Regions from separate parts of the Gossypium hirsutum genome. Here region 2 is linked to region 1. The links are chromatin contacts, called in public Hi-C maps. All regions are on one chromosome and are shown on one strand. The core of a region is the stretch at or near the end of the contact, and the rest is flanking DNA. Distances in the headings are between cores, read along the strand shown.

What was found. Hi-C and Micro-C count contacts between places; a contact is called where the count stands out from the background.
Region 2: a Hi-C map of leaf shows a contact between it and region 1, with 2.9 times the contacts expected there. The contact joins two enhancer-like sites. A contact is called at or near these places in 7 of 34 Hi-C or Micro-C datasets (callus and leaf).

Annotation. Positions count from the first base shown.
Region 1 is chrA04:82,480,027-82,485,919 of Gossypium_hirsutum_v2.1, reverse strand. No RefSeq gene overlaps it. Among protein-coding and RNA genes, the nearest start is that of LOC121228458, 9.9 kb to the left of the region's middle. Within about 2 kb of position 3,634, at least 6 of the 9 cell types and tissues checked have an H3K27ac peak or open chromatin away from gene starts, as enhancers often do. A contact at or near this core is called in leaf, where this site is marked.
Region 2 is chrA04:82,530,824-82,536,716 of Gossypium_hirsutum_v2.1, reverse strand. No RefSeq gene overlaps it. Among protein-coding and RNA genes, the nearest start is that of LOC107949377, 4.9 kb to the right of the region's middle. Within about 2 kb of position 2,611, at least 2 of the 9 cell types and tissues checked have an H3K27ac peak or open chromatin away from gene starts, as enhancers often do. A contact at or near this core is called in leaf, where this site is marked.

The sequences.
Region 1 (5,893 bases), core at 2,385-4,884:
AAAGTCTATAAATACATATTAAAAAAAGACCTAAGGGGACGCAGAGAAGAACAAAGAAAAGACTCAAAGAACGCCATCGGATTCATTTTAGAAGCGGATCTCCTTCAAGATTGAAGATCTCCATTCAATTTCTTTAGAAGTTTTATTGGGTTTCTTTATGTCTTGTTGTTTTCCTAACCTTGAGATGATGTTATTCTAGATTATGAACTAAATTCCCTAGATACCTACAGAAGATGAAATCTATATGAATCTTATTATTTAATTTCTAAATTACATGATAACACTTTATTCTTGTTGTCAATTATGTATACTTATTTCATGTTTTAATATTTTTAGGATATTAATTCATGCTTAATGTACTTATTTCAGTGGAGCAAAAGTCCCTATTTAAGAGTAGATCTAGCATAATTGAATGAAGTTGCATGCAATCATAGAAATAGGACGACATAAATCTACCGGATTAGAGTAAAATATAATAGGGGATTCCATAGATCAAGTTAATGCGACAATAGGAGTTTTAATTAGAAAAAGATTTCAATTAATCAAACCTAGATTCAGTTGTTCTTATTCTCAAAAGAGATATTAACATAATTTAGGGATTTATACGGATCAAGGCGCAAGTGAATAAATCATTTAATTCAGATTCATAATAATAAGTGAAGTTTAGGTGGATTCTTTCCTGGGTATTGTCTATCTCATTGGTTTAATTTAATTGTTTTCCTAATTCATTTTCTGTAGCATTCTTAATAATTAGCTTAGTTATTTTTAGATTAAAAACAATTCCTTTAATTTATCGGCTAGATAATAGAAAAATAGTAAGTACTAGTACTTTTAGTCCTTGTGGATACAATATTCTCGACTCACCATAGCTATACTATTATTTGATAGGTGCACTTGCCTTTTTCATAATTTTAGTTAGTTTAGTGCCCATTAAAGTTGAGGTTCATATTGATGATGCAGATTAGGCTATGCTATTATTGTGCTCTTTACCCCTTTCATACAAGTCTTTCAGGGAGACCATGATTTATGGTAGAGACAAACTCTTGTTCGAAGATGTGAAGAGTCATTTGTTGAGTAGAGACAAACTCGACAATGAGTTTGGTTTGGATAGGAAGGCAGATAGGCAAGCTTTTGTTTTAGTAGCATCAAAGAAATGAGACAAAGGTGTTGCCATTGTAAAAAGTTAGGTCACGTCAAAGCAGATTGTTATAAACTGCGAAATAAAAAATCTGAGCTGGTGCTAATTTGGCTGATGAAAGTGGTGATGATTTCTTGTTAATGTCAAAGAGCGATAAATTCAAGCTCACGTCTGAGTGGATCCTACATTCGGGATGTTCTTTTCACATGTGTCCCAATAGAGAATGGTTCTCCACATATAGTTCAGTTGAAGGTGGAGTTGTGCACATGGGAAATGATTCATCTAGTAAGGTAATTGGTATTGGTACTGTTAAAATTAAAATACACGATGGAACGATTAGGACACTCTCAGATGTCAGGTATGTACCTGATTTACAAAAGAATCTCATCTCATTGAGTATTTTAGACTTTAAAGGATGCATAATCAACATCGAGTCGAGTGACATTAAAGTATCTCTTGGAGTTCTCATTTTGTTAAAAGGTAAAAGAACCATCAGTCTTTATATTCTGGAAGGATCTACAATAACCGGTGAAATCAGACGTCCCTTATCTGTTATGGAGTTGAAGTCAACTCGTTTGTAGTGGAGGCAACTTGGTCATAGGAGGGAAAAAAGTATGATCGTTTCGTTGAACAAAGGTTCTCTTTTGGATGCATGTTTTGAAAAGTTAAGGCACTATGTTCATGAAAATAAGACCCGAGTTAATTTTGATTTGGCAATATACAAGTCGAAGGCCAGAAGTCTTCTAGCTTCTAAGCATAGATTCGACTTAGTTAATCCTTGCATAGTTCAAGATAGGCCCGTGGCGGGTTTTGGCAAAGATGGCGTTGTAAGAATTTGTGTCAAAGTGGAGATTGTTAGAGTTGTGTAACCTAAATTCTAAGAGATTGTTTGCAAGTCAAGTTAAACAAAATATATTTTATTTCTAGAAGATTTAGTATTTATTAGTATAATATATTTAGCATTTATTAGCATAGCTTATTTGACCTACTAATTTAGCCTATAAATAGGTTCTTTTACAACCTTAGAAAATATGCCCATTAGAGATTAGAACTCATAACACATTTAGAGAATTTTGTGTTTACGTTTTGAGGGCTCTTTGTTTTTGAGTTTTTGGGGTTTAGTTTTTTATCTCTATATTTTTTACTCTTCGTTCTTTTGCCATTATAGTAAAATCATCTTTGCCCGTGGTTTTTTATCCTCTTTGGAGGGGTTTTTCCACGTTAAATTTGTGTGTTCAATTTTTCAATTTATTCCGCTATTTTTTTTACTTGTTGCTTAATCATGTCGATCCTAACATGGATGATTTGGATCTTCGAGAAGATGATGTGAGGAAAGATGTCATTGATGAAGTGCCTTCAATTAAGTTTTCGGACAGGGTTTATGGACTTACTAAAAAGAGCATGTCGAAGACACTAGTAGTCAAGTTGCTGGGAAGGAAAATTTGATATAACGCCTTATGGAACAGGGTGTGTGCCTTATGGAAACCAAAGATGAGATTTCAACTAATGAATATCAGTAACGACTATTATTTGGCAAAGCTTGAATCTGACTTGGACTACAATAATGTTGTTTCAAAGGGTCTATGGGTGATCTTCGGACATTATTTGACCATTCAGTCTTGGTCAACTCAATTTTCAACTCTTGAGGATTTTTCACAAAGTGTTGTGGCTTGGGTCCGTATTTTAGGGCTCTTTGGAGCTCTATATAAAAGGCCTACTGCAAGAGACTTGAAGTTTGATTGGAAAGGTGGTCAAAGTTGATTTCCAAACGGACAAAGGATCAAGGGGCCAGTTTGCAGGGTTTGTAGTGCTAATGAATCTGTCCAAACCTTTGGTTTCAAATATCAGAGTTGCGAGCAGACTTCATTGAATTGAGTATGATTCTCTTCCATCAATTTGCTTCCATTATGGGAGATTTGGACATTTGCAGGATATTTGTCCATATAGTTATCTGGAGAAGGGCATGAAAGGTGATGGGGAGAATCTTCATGGTAATAAATCACCAAATCAGCAAGGGGATAGTGTGGGTGTTCAAGAAATGGTGGAAAAAGAGGAATTCGACAAGTGGATGGTGGTTAATCTTTGACAACGGTGTTAGCAACGATAGGGAGTCACAAGTTCAGGACCAACTCAGGGAAATAATCAGGTTGGATCTCGGGTTAATGTACTTTCCAAAGTTGGAGAGGTGAATGATGGAATACATGCATCAGTTTCGGAATCCTTTCAATTTCAGAAATAGAGTAATGATTGTGGGATAGAGGCTGATTTTTTGGAATATAATAATGGGGATAGGATTAGTGAAGTTATAGTAAAAATATGAGACAAATTAGGGAAGGATACATCTGAAAATAAAAGCTCAAAAGAACAGGGGCTAAAAGTTGCAAACAAGCCTAGGAAACAAAAACAATTTTTAAATGGGCCATTGGATATGAAGTTAAGTATCCGAAAGGATGGGCCCAGTTCTGGTTTCAGGAGTAAGGATACTGGGTTAAAGTTTGGGCTGGGAAGGAGAAATGGAGGGAACTCAAATAGGCTTATGCTACTTGATCCCAAACACCACTCTCTACTGATTTTGAAAGAAAACAGAAGCCTACATGAAGGCTCTGCTGCTAATTTCAATGACAATTTGGGATTTACCAATTTAATTTCCCCAAATTAGTTTCCATTGTCATTGAAGAAGAAAATCTCAAAAGACATGCTGGAAATTGGTGATCACAGTAATGATCTACGCCAGCTTGGAATGAATTTACCGATTCTTTTAAAGCAAGCAATTAACAGGTTAGTGAGACGTTTGGAACTTGGAGAACAAAGTATGAGGAATCATTCGAGAAATTATCTGTTAGCTAAGCCAGGCCATATGGTGTTAGACCAAATTTTGGAAGTTCCTTGTGATAATGTTCAAGATGACGAGGCTGGTATAGTGGAGATGGGCGCCTCTTCAAACTTAATCTTCTGGTTCAGGTTTGGTTAATTTAGATTTTCCATGAAAGCTTATATAGTTGTGTGGAACTGCCAATGTGCAGGAAATCCAAAATTTCAAAAATTTTTAAAGGAATATTTACATGATTTTGATCCTAATGTGGTTGTTCTAGTTGAAACCAGAGTTAGTGGGTTTAAGGAAAAATGTGTTACTAAAAAGATTGGATTGCTAAATTCTCATAAAGTTGAAGCTAGTGGTTTCTTTGGGAGAGTTCGGATTTTGTGGAAGGGTATTGTTAATGTGATTGTGGAAGTTAATAATTTTCAATTCGTGCTCTTGAAAGTGAAATTTTTGGATTTGCATGATTGGGCTTTTTTTACTGGGATTTATAGGAGCCCTTGGTGGGTCTTGAGAAAGGATTTATGGGTTGCTTTTGGTTATATTGCCCAGAATGTTAAGGGTCATTAGATGTTAGCAGGTGATTTCAATGCACTGTTTAATGAAGATGAGAAGCAGTAAGGTTCAAGGAAAAATAATTGTACTTTCCCTTTCTTCCAACAATTTTATTTTGATTACAGTTTGAAGGATATTGGTTTTCAAGGTCCTAAGTTCACTTGGAATAGAGGTTTTTTGTTTGAATGCCTTGATTGTGCATTGTTCAATTAACAATGGGATAATTTGGTTCCTAACTCAACGGTTTATCACATTCATAAGATTAAATTCGATCATCATCCTTTAGCTATTCGTTTTGGTCAGTATAAGACTTTAAAAGCCCCTCACCCTTTTCATTTATTAAGTAGTTGACTTTTGATGATCATTTTATGAAACACTAAACTAGACTACAATCACGACTAAGGCAAACGCACCTATCAAATGATAGTATAGTTATGGTGAGTCCAGAATATCGTATTCACAAGGACTAAAAGTACTAGTATTAACTTTCTTTCTATTATTTAGCCTAAAATATAAGGGATTTGTTTTATTCTAAATTTAACTAAACTAATTAACTAACGAAGGCAATAGAGAGTGAAGAGAATAATTGAATAAACCAATAATAAAGACAATACCTAATGAAGAATCCACCTATACTTCACTTATTATTTAGATTCTGATTCTAATGATTTATTCACTTGTCTTGATCCGTAGAAATCCCTGAATTATGTTAATATCTCTTTCGAGACTAAGAACAACTAACTCTTGGTTGATTAATTGAAATCTCTTTCTAATTAAAAACTCTATCATCGCATTAACTCGATCTATGGATTCCCTTATTAGATTTGACTCTAATCCAACAGATTTATGTTGCCTTATTTCTAGGGTTGCATGTAACTCCGCTTAATTATGTGAGATCTACTCTTAAACAGGGACTTTTGCTCCACTAAATAAGCACATCAAACTTGGAATAATATCTTAAAAATATTAAGGCAAGAATTAATAACTCATAATTAAGAACAAGGACAAGTATTTATCATTAAATTCAGAACTTTAAATAACAAGATCCGTCTTAGGTTTCATCCTCCCTAGGTATTTAGGGAGTTTAGCTCATAATGTAGTAGGAAAAAATCTCAAAAATAGGAAAATAACAAAACATAAAGAAACCCAAAAACTTCGAGAGAAATTAAAGGGAGATCTTCAGTCTTGAAGGAGATCCTGCTTCTGAGCTAAATCCGTTGGCATTCTTCGAGTAATTCCTATGTTCTATTCTGCGTGTCCCTTAGATCCTCTCCTAGTCTGTTTAAATAGACTTTGGAATGCCCAAAATAGCCCAAAATTATCCTTTTCCGAGTAGAATTAAAATAACTCTCGACAGGGACATGGCCGTGTGGTACGCCCGT
Region 2 (5,893 bases), core at 1,362-3,861, 52 kb before region 1:
ACTTTTTTTATTTATATAAATAAATTAATAATTATATAATAAAAACATATACTTTTGATATTTATCATTATGTCAAATATATTTTATTTTTTTAAAATATTAACTAATTTTCTATATATATATATATATTTCTTTATATACAATATTTATATGTCAAATATTTATTTTCTCCACTTATATTGTGGGTATGGTGATTTCTAATATTATAAAATGAAATAATTATTTCAAATACCATTATTATTTTTATATGTAAAATATTTCAAATATCGTTATTTTTTCATCTACATTGTGGGTATGATATTTCAAATATTTTTATATCTGAAATATTTCAATTAATTATTTCAAATATCATTATGTTTATATTCCAAATATTTCAAATACACATACAAAAATATAATTATTAATCAAATATTTCAATTCCATGCTACAACATACTCCAGTTGTTTCATGCGTCATTTATGATATTTATTTAGTAAGGTAGTGAGGTTGCTATTGGAGTATAGCAACATAGTAACCTCACGATTGTGTTTATTTTAGTTTCCTCTCTCGTATCCCCACACTCTCCCGTAATTCCAAAAAGATGTAGGGGGAGTGTGGTCGAGAGAGAGAGAGAGAGTGACGTGTAAGCCCCTCCGAGGGGGTATGAGGGGTAACAGTACATCTGACCCATCGAGGCTTTTGTGCAACAAATTGTCGAAAATCCTCTACAACTGGATAATAAAAGGTTGTTTATCGCGTTTTTTTGTCAAGCGCTGGGTGGTGGGTTTAGTGTACCACACAGGGCTCGTAGTACCAGGTAGCGTAGCTATGCAGTGGAAGGGAATGAGCCTAAATCGACCCCCCTTCTTTCTTTTTTTTTTCTTTGAAAAAAAGCAGTACAAAGAGATTAGACTATAGGATGAGACTAAGCAGCCACCGACCATTCCGACGTGCCCCTAACCTATTTTGATTAAGACCGAAAACCTATCTAAAATGGAGCCTAGTTTAAGCTGTCAAACAAATGATAGAATAGAAAATTAAGAATATCCCACTAGCACTAGTAGGAAAGGGATATGGATGGAGTCTCGCTCAGTAAAGAGAAGAGAGTTGTAGATTCGTAGAAAAGGGGAAGAGCCTTTACTTTCTATGTTATTAGTAAAGGCGCATTAGCCTATCTATAGTAAGGGGTCTTTTCTTGCTCGTTAGCGCTTTAGTTTTCTATAAGGACGTTTAGGCTTTACTAATAGAATATATAGGGCTTTTTCATCAGGGTGCGCAGGTCTGGAACCCTATACAAAGGGTGTTTCCTTTCAAATGACAACTGCCTCTTCCTGCTGCGAGGGTGTTGCACGAAACCAAACCGCCCCCCGCCCGATTAACTACCAGTTGCTTCGCAGGTAGGCCCGCTTAGGTTAGGGGGGCATTGTCCCTCAGTTCTTACCAACCTCCGGTGTGGAATCGACATGTTGCTAGCTTCAACTCGATTGAATAGGAATCATTGATTCTCTCTGTACGTGTATTTGAAATATTTGGAATATAAACAATACAACAAATGATATATTATAGACGAAAATTAATAAAATTTAGAAATTTTATTCTTGAGTTTTCCGTTGCGCAAGCGCAAGGAAAGTTAGATGAAATTCCGTGCAAACAAGAGGGTAACAACACTATAACTACACTAACAACGAACGTTACCCCTCCATACCTCCCTCGGGGAGGCTTAACAGACATTCTCTCTTTGAAAAGGCTTTTGCTCGCCCTTCCCATTGGAAACCGTAAGCGGAACTCCATAAATACTCCATAAAAACCTAAAAACCCAAGAAAAAAGCTCCATAACGTATCCCGGTGGTGGATCAAAGCTGAGCTTTGACCCTCGAGGCCTTTAGGGGGGAGGTGTTTTCTCTTGCATACATGGATTGGTGTGCTATACTATATAAGAATTTCCCAAAGGGCTATAGAAAGAAAAAGGATGTCTTTTTCGGCTATAGATCTTCAACATTTCTAGGTTTCTAGAAATGTTGTAAAGTGGTAATCGAAATCACTGTTAGTGTGATCTCAGAGCAGAGTATCAAGAGTTAAGTCTGAAACCTCTGACATTATTTGATTTTATTAATAAAAAATTATTAATTAAAAAGATGAATTAAAAAAAAGTAGAAACAATATGAAATAAAAAAAATACATGTGTACTTTGAAGAGGAATTGAACCTAGAACTCAAGAATGAAATTATTATTATTTAATTATCTAGCAGAAGGTGTTAATATATTAAAAATATTAATTAAAAAAGGCATAAAACAACATGAATAAAAAATATAAATATGAATAAGAAATTAATTGAATCTGAGACTAAAAAATAAAACTACTAAATATGTTAAAAATGTCAAAAAAAACTCGCTTTGTAAGATGCGTTTCCTATTTCTTTTTCAAAATCGACCTATTTGCATAAATATTACAAAATTCAATCTAAAATCGTAAATTTTTTTTTAGAACCGGCATAGATATAAAATTTAGCCTATTTAAAATATTGATGTTACTACTAAGATCCCAGTGTTCCCTCAACTACTCTAGGCCTCCCTCCTTTGCTTGTTCGGCTCGAATAAGAGACCCAAGTAGTAGCCCAATATTCATATTTTTTCTTCTTCATTTGTGGCTAGTTGCATCAAGTCTTGGGCTTTGGTAACTCTCATTTTGAATTGAAGTATGTTGCGTTGAGTTACACGAGTCTGTGAATAATTGTCGATATTTCTAAATAAGTAGGAATATTTTGATGTCAAATCTGTGACTACTTTTTATGAAACTAGTACTTAAATGAAAAAAAATATAGACGACCTTGATGCTCAATCTGGGTATGCACACATTATTCAAAGTGATGAATTTTACTCCATCTGATATAGAATTCAATGTATAGAGATTTAATAAATACACCCATAATCTCAAATCATAAGCATTAGACTACAATCAGACTAATGAAATCTTCTGAAAGTAAATCCACTGTAATTGAAGGGCCAGCAAGAAAATTATTAAAATACCTTCTCTTGTGTAAAAGTAAATTATATCATTATGATAGTACTTTTGATTTTTTATATTTTTAATATAATTCATAAAATATCATATATTGTGAGACTTAAACCTATCACGTAAACATCTATAAAATCTTCATTTTATCATCTTAATTAAAATTTTATTTTAATATTTTTACACCCACATTAATTTAATATTATGAGGTTTGAGATTTTAAGGATTTTTAAGTGGGCTTGGACCTGTAATATTTTGGGTTTGGGTTGGTTTAGTAGGTATAGTTTGTGTTGTGTATATATGTCATTAGTATTTCTTAAAATATAAAAATGGAATGTGCTAAAACAAATTATTCTATGATTAAAATGTAGTATAAGTTATTACACTTTTTATATTTAGAATTTAGTCCTCAAATTTTATTTTAAAAAATTTTATTTTTTTATTTTTTTATATTTAAAAATACAAATTCAAATATTAATAATGTTAAAATCTTCTATTAATTTCAACAAAAATTATAGAAAAGGGTGAATGATAAATGATTAATATTACATTAACATGTTAAATAATAAAGTGAAATGTTACAATTAAATCTATTCAATTGTTGGGTACTTGTTCATACTTAAAGGTGTGCTCGAAAATTGGGAGGTTTGAGTCAAAAGATTAGGCCTAAAAAATTGGGTTACAGGCTTAAACATTCAAGGTCCGAGCTTGACTAGAGCCAACGCATTTTCCAAGTTTGTAATATATATTATGTAATTTATAACATATAAAAATTAAATCTATAATAATATATAAAAAAATACTAAATTAATATGTAATTTGTCCTATGAACTTGTCCAAAAGTACCTAGTAGGTACCTACTATTGTCCTATGAACTTTTTTCTACACCTACTTGATACCTGAATGTATATATATTTTGTCATCTAGGTTGGTACCTCCGCGCTAATATCATTAGTTCATGCTTACGTGGCACTAATAGCCAATCCTATAGTAGCACATGGCAGCCTCTTAGTATGACATGTGATGGACACATTAAAAAATTCAAAATCTTTTTAAAAATTAAATTAATTTTAAAAAAGTATAATTTTCTAGACAAGGTCAAGTACAAATTAGGTACTTTTAGACAAGTTCAATGAGCAAACTATATGTTAACCCTTAAAAAATTAAGGTTGGTAACAAATTGGGGCAATGTGTGTGACGAAATACAAATTTAGGTACCAACTATGTACTTGTGGACAAATTCAGGGAGTAAATTATATATTAATCTAAAATGCTAAGTTGTCTATGTTCAATAAATGAAATATATATTATTTTATAAATATAAAAAAAATATGAGCATGCCTAGACTAAACTTGGATTAGTCATTTACAAATATCAGTGGACTTGAACAAAATTTTAAATTTATATTTCGAGCTGAATCGAATTTAAACAAATATAAAGTATATTAATATTATGTTTAAGCCTAAATCGATTCGACCCAACACTTCTAATCTAAAAATTATATGATTATTTTTTTCTAAAAATTAATTTCAATAAAAATTATAGAAAAGGGTGAATGATAAATGATTTCGTTTGCCGTTTTTACAATTCAAACAAGGGTGAAGAGCCCATTTCTGCCATTGATTCTTACTCTTTCAGCAAAAAGTGAAGAACTATAAAAGGAAATGATGGGAAGCCATGAATATCCTGCATGTTGAGTGACATATTGGAGTTTGAACCAAAACTCTAAATGTATGGCTCTCTTTTTACCACCCTATATGTCATAATCCTTTTGAGGGTAAAACTCGATTGTGTGAGTCAGTGTTGGAAATGGACAAGCGTCAGGTATCTGCGACATGGCGGTGCATTCCTACAATTTCTTATATTACTTGTCCTCTTCCGCTACTACATATTAAACATCACGTGCAAAATGTTATCTTACAAGTAAAACTTATCCAAGTATATCTAAATTTCAGCCCCACTCCACCACTTAATTTTGGTATCCTTTTCCTTTTTAAATGCTGAATAAAAACATTTTAAAATTTACTCAAACATGATTAATATACTCGAAATGCAGAAACAAAGCAAAAGCTGAAAAAAGTCAACAATGTCGACTACGTATACCGAAAACAAAAGCCAAATAAACAGCAACCTCCATATCTTTTCTTTTCCCATTTGCAATAAAAGGTTAAAAACGACAGAAGAAAAAGGGTTTATGTTCAAAGCTATTCAAAGTGGCTTTCTCATTGCTAGATGATGAGGAAGAAAACAAAAAATGAAAAAAGAGAGGCATGTAAGGACAAGATTGCACTTTTTATTTAGTTTCAAAGCTGTAGAATTTTCTGTATTTAATTTGCTTGATGATAAAGAAAATAGAATAATGATGATAGAGAAACTCATTGAATTTACTTCTTTTTCTTCTTCTTTTCTTAAGCAATTGAATGATATACTTCTACAAAATGCCTGTATGAATACTTTTAAAAAATAATGATAAAAGTAAGCATACTATTTTAGTTTATATTTAAGTTTTTGTGTTCTTTTTATGATAGAGCTTTTATTTTATTCACACGGTTATTATTGTAGCAATCAAAATAAAATAAATTCGAGCACATTTAATTATGTTTTATTTTTCAAGATTAAAAAAGTTACGAATAGAAGAAGACATTTAATTGCACTCAAATCAATCTTAACATGTGATGTTCTACTCTAAAATTTGAATTTGTGTCATTTAAGTATTAAACGGAAATTCTAACTACTACTCTAAACAAATTTTGACAATATAAACATATTTGGTTTATAATAAAATATTACTCTTAACTTTTTAAATAAATATTAGATACAATAATAAAATAAATAAATTTAAAAATAATATTATTAAAAGGAATAACTATAAACTCTTATTATTAAGTGATAATAAATAAA